2 separate regions of the Gossypium hirsutum genome follow, and region 1 is linked to region 2. Evidence: chromatin contacts called from public Hi-C data. All regions are on one chromosome and are shown on one strand. Each heading gives the region's core, a stretch centred on a gene start, on an enhancer-like site or on the middle of the called end of the contact. The rest is flanking DNA. Distances are from core to core; before and after follow the strand shown.

Evidence for each region. A called contact is a pair of places that touch in the nucleus more often than the background predicts.
Region 1: a contact with region 2 is called in a Hi-C map of hypocotyl, with 2.5 times the contacts expected there. The contact joins the promoter of LOC107912855 here to the enhancer-like site in region 2. A contact is called at or near these places in 6 of 34 Hi-C or Micro-C datasets (anther, hypocotyl, leaf and 1 more).

Annotation. Positions count from the first base shown.
Region 1 is chrD11:20,110,151-20,112,850 of Gossypium_hirsutum_v2.1, forward strand. LOC107912855 (DNA-directed RNA polymerase II subunit RPB1) reads right to left here and starts at 1,356. Exons shown (of 15, transcript XM_041106430.1): 1 at 1,035-1,356; 2 at 536-799; 3 at 1-30. The coding sequence starts at 1,118.
Region 2 is chrD11:20,022,644-20,025,343 of Gossypium_hirsutum_v2.1, forward strand. LOC107912858 (ATP-dependent DNA helicase Q-like 3) reads left to right here. Exons shown (of 20, transcript XM_016841211.2): 20 at 1-585. The coding sequence ends at 341. It also overlaps the pseudogene LOC107912857. Among protein-coding and RNA genes, the nearest start is that of LOC107912858, 12 kb to the left of the region's middle. Within about 2 kb of position 1,413, at least 5 of the 9 cell types and tissues checked have an H3K27ac peak or open chromatin away from gene starts, as enhancers often do.

The DNA.
Region 1 (2,700 bases), core at 106-2,605, 87 kb after region 2:
CTTCAAAGCTTGCTTAAATTTATGATCTTCCTGAAAATACAACAATTAAATTAGAGAATGGCATCGTAAAACCACTGACCAGGTATATTTGCTCCTAAGGTTTTAATGCAAACTGAATAATAAACACATAAGAGCATGCATAAATAGCAGGTGCAACAACATATTAAAACACAAATATGGAAACACGGAAATCATATTCATAACCCGAAGCAGTTGTAATTAAAAAAAAAGGATCACCTATGAAGCCAGATATCACTCCCTACCCGACAGTCAATATTTCATAGTCAAAAGTAAACCATTAAAACCTATCATTCCTTTTATATGCTTCACATCCAGTTTCTATTAATTCAAAATACCATATCTAACACTGCTCAAGTTACTCAAACTTCTTCAAACGTATCTATGTGTTCTTTACCTTAGATGGCAAGCGGGAACTAATTAATATTAAGCATCAAAAATTACAGGAAGTTATCAACCCACTAAAAATACGTTCAGCTTGAATTAAGGTAAGCAACCTAATCAAACATAGTAGTACCTCATCAGCGAGAATCTTGGAGCAATTGAAGCAGACACATCTCATAATACTAAGCACAGTTTTCATAAACCCAATATGAAACATAGGCTTGGCAAGCTCCAAGTGCCCAAAATGCCCTGGACACTCTGCCATGTTAGCCGTACACGTCTCGCACTTTAATTTCCTGTCAATCGTGCCCAGTCGCGGGTCACTTAAACCTCCTACTTTGGGTTTTCCTCTCTCCGTCGTTTCACTGTGCTCAATCTGCACCACTGACATTTGCCGCTGCAAAAAGGAAGAAAAAAACAAGGAAATAAAAAAGCGTACTTCCCCAATTCAACAAGCTCGAGTAACGAGTGAAAAAGAAAAAGAAAAAGAAAACGTCCCAGCAGTTTCATCTTGTATAGTATACGAAAGAAGAACCGCAAAGAAGTTACCAGTTAAGTACAAAGATTCTAGAGCAACCAAAAAGACTGCAAGAAAAAAGGAGAAAGAAAAAGTTGGAGAAATTGAAAATTACAATTTCGTCGGGGCTGAGGATGCCGAACTGGACCACGCGAACCTTGGCGACTTCCGCGGGAGAGTAAGGGAACCGCAAATCCATGGCGACCGGATGTGATAAGATACGGACCTAGATTATCTCTCAAGTAAACAATCAAGTTTATTTTTAACTGCAAACTGATTTCTGTTAGCTGCTCTTTTTAATGTTTTATTTTTCTTTGAACTCTCAGGATCTAATTTTGTCGGAAAGAAGCCCTCCCCCGAAGAGAAAGAGAGAGAAACTCTCAAAACAGAAGAATTGGGAGGCCCTGAGTGCTTATTTATAGACAAACAGGGAAGCCCTAGCCGACTTTTCTAGATGACTATAGTCAATGGAATGTGTTTAGCATCAGGTCAAAAATACCCCCTCCCTCAACCAAAGTCGGGTCGGTTTACTGTGAGACCCAGCCCAATTTTTTTTTTCTTTTTAATGTAAATATCATTATATTGAAGTAAAGGTGCATTGGTCAAAGTAAGCTGAATTATGAAACAAAATTATTACATACTTACTTAATAGAAGATTTAACTATTAATGCCAAATAATTAATCAAACTCATTCCTCCAGTGCGTTTTGCTAATCAATGTTCTTTGATTTACCAAATCTTGATTCTCATTATAATGGTAATAAAAGAGATAAGCTTAGGTAAAGAATTATCGACAATAAAACTCGAAATTAATATCAATTAAAAATTTAACTGCAAGTTTTATATCACTATATGAAAAACAATCTAAATACTTAAGTGTTAAAATTTCATGACGACAATCAGACGTAACAAACCAGAAAGCATGGTGCAACTCATCACTTTGTCCTATTAAGCTGTGTGCTGTGTGAATGCATCAATACAGGGTTGAAGGCCATATATTCCCTTCCATGTAACATGATAATTAATTGCTAGCATCTAGCCATCTACTTCTCACTAAGCCTTTGCCCATTAAGTGTGTGTTTGTTGGAGGCGTCTCTTTTGATATAATTACATTTATTCTCATTCATTTTACGGTTTGAGTCTAGTCATATTTAGGTGAGGCTGATTTTTAGGTAAAATTCTTCCAATAATATTAGCTTCAAGATTTGAACTTGATCCAAAATCTTAAAAAAAAGTGGAAGTATTTCTTCCAACCACTTGTAAGAAGAGGTGTCTCTTTTATATAAACTAGTATGGTTGTTACCACGCTTTCAATTAGGTTAATTATTTTTGAGGTTAAATTATAAAATAAATATTTGAAGATTAAAATATACTTTTAAGTTTTCGTACTTTTCATACATTTGAAATTTAGTTTTCATACTTTTATTTTTAAGAATTTAGTCCCTCTATTTTTTTAATTTAAAAATTCATATTCAATTATTAATACCAATAAATACTCCCGTTAAATTCGTTGGTATGACATGTTAAATTTTTTTTTTAAAATACTCATTTTAGTAGCTATATAACAAAAAATGGCATTGATTTAATGGACTTGAATTTAACAAATAATTTTTGGGTAAACTAGACCCAAGGTCACTAAACTATTAGTAAGTTTACATTTTGGTCACTCAACTTCAAAAGTTACAAAATTTTCTCTAAACTATTCGAAAGTTTTCATTTAAGTTATTGGGATATTAAAATCACAGTTGTATGCCTATATCAATCAAAAACTCTTCTTCCCCT
Region 2 (2,700 bases), core at 163-2,662:
AGATAACAAATCAAATCGGTACTGGTATCACGTCTCCTTTGGAGAATATCACAAGGAAGGAAGAACCCTCTCCTCGAACAGTGTCAGCTATGTTACATGATGAGAGAAAAAAAGAAGTAAATAAAGTTATTGGTGAACAACGTTGTGGCGACATTGAATCGAAGACTTCAGTAAAGGCTTCAACCCCGCAGATGCAAACTAAGCTGCCTGCAATTCCATCTTTCTCTCAGTTTGTAAACAGCAGAAAGTCGAAAGAGATGCAACAACCAAAGGCATCAGAGGAAAAGGAGCATCACCATTCACCCAATAAACATACGAAGAAGAGAATGAGGTTGAAGTAGGGTGTGTCCCAAGCCTTTGTGTGTTATTTTCATTTCATTTGGTTCAGTGTATATAGGACTGCAAAATCCCAATAGTTCCAGTTTGCTTCTAATATGTGCTTTTGACAACTTTTCCCTGTCCCAGAATGTATCTTTTTTTTCTTAGGGTTTAGGGCAATTGAAACTTTCATTATAGAAAAATTAATCGAGGTTTTGGCATCGTATGGCCTGGTATATAATATTGATCTCATTTAGTTCTGCTGGATCATCTTTTATCACAGCAACGGAAAGGACCGAGAGCAACATTAAGTTTTAATTTGAATAGGCAAAAGCGTCCGGCCTCCCGCTTGAGCATTGGAATTACATGGGGAATTAAGCACGGCATAAACTAACAAGAACAAACCACCACCACCACCAAAAAATAAATAAATAAATAAATAAATAAATAAAAACAACTAGATTATATGGTGAAAAATTTTATGTATTTATAAAAATTAAATATGACTTTGATAGAATTGGTAAAGTAAAAACAAGGGAGATTTTGGTGTCTTCGGTTTAAATGTATTATGAGCATGTATTTTTTTAAAATTGGGACTTAAGTGATGGGTGATACTTAGTTAAGGTTTTTTTTTTTTTTTCTGGTTGAAAGAAAATTAGATTTCATAAAATGCGAAATTAAAATATTATTTGATACATAACACCTCCTTACATATCAGCTACTAGCAAATTCTGAAAATTTAAAACATTCGAGGGAGAGGTAATTTGAAAAATGCTCCCTAGCTCAGCTAGTGCGTCTGCATAACAAGAGATTAGAAGTTAGTTCATTAGTCATAAAATGGATAATGGTGGTGGCATTTGCTTCAATTTCAATATTATCTAATTTTAAATTATTGCCAACTGAAGGCCGTTTTTGAGGGCTCGCAACTCTGCTTCCACATTGGTAGATCTTGGGATATGTCTATAAGATCCTGTAACCCAATTCCCATTACGGTCTTGTATAATGGCTCCTGCCCTCGCTTCCCTGGGTTTCTCGGCGATGACCCATTCATATTGAGTTTGTACCAATCCCTTTGGAGGGAGGGGGGGTTCCAGGTCACTAAGGTAAAGGGAGGGGAACTCTTTAAACTGTTGAGGAGATGACAACAAATTGCCCCGTCGTTGAAAAGATTCTTTCCTCAAAAGTCTTTACTGGATAGGAATCACCAAAAACACGAGCATTTCTTACCAACCATATCTCCTAGACGGAAAAAGCAAACAAGGCATTTCATGGTAGTCTCAACCTGTTCATACATATCTTTGAGGAGAGATTAGTGGAGAGGCAATCCTCCTAGCTAGGTGGAACCAAGGTGCTAGATTGGGCAATAGTGTGGAGATATTCTCGGAAGCGCTTTCTGATGGGGCAATCCCCAAAAAGGTAAGAGATCTCTTACCATGCACTAAAGCAAAAAGAGCAAAGATCCTCTACACTTAGTTTCCTCAATCAAAGGAAAGCTTTAGTGAGGTTAGCCTTAAGACTACGTTTCCACAAAAAAAAAAAAAAGTTCAACTTAGAAAGATTCTAACTTTTCAAATAAATCTCCACAAATCATTCTCGAAAAGAGAGGCTCAGGAATTTATACTCCAAAAAAGGGAGTAAACGTTTGCAAGTGTGAAACATCCGTCGGTTGATGAACTTTAGCATAAAGTATCATTACAATTGAAATACCGAAGGATGGAAGTGCTCAAAAATACTTCAATCATAAGTGAAATAATAGTATGAATGTAACTTTTTTTCAATATAACTTTTTCTTTATCTCATTGCATGTGAAAAACACTTGAATCATGAGTGACAAGAAACTTAATATCAAATTTGGTTTTCGGATTAATTCTTGAATAATCCTTATCCATTTCCCTTATTAGAAAACCTTCTATAGGAGAGAGTGAGAGGAAACAAGGGGGGAGATAGCAATTGTAACACTTAAAAACGGATTTGAAGGAAACGGTAACAAGAGTTACAAAAACTGGATAATCCCTCTCATCATGCATAATGCTGTACATCCCCCCCCCCCCCAACAAAAAAAAGGAAGAAAGAAAGAAAAAAAAGAAATGCATGTATGCATGCAGTGAGACAACACGTGTAATTCACAGCATCCTCCTCTTCACGGTGGAGAAGAAAGCATCAGAAGACTTGATGTTGCACCCATCTTCCCCCTCATCTGCAACCTATTTCAAAGGTAACTACCACGCTTAGAATTGTTTTCTTTGACTCCACTAATTACAATTCCTAGTTTCCCATGAATACCTTTACCTCTTTAGCTATTTGTTTAAGGATATCTATAATTTCAGAAAAGTTAGGTCTTTGGCTTGGGTCCTGCAGCCAGCATCTCTCAAGCAGTTCCCT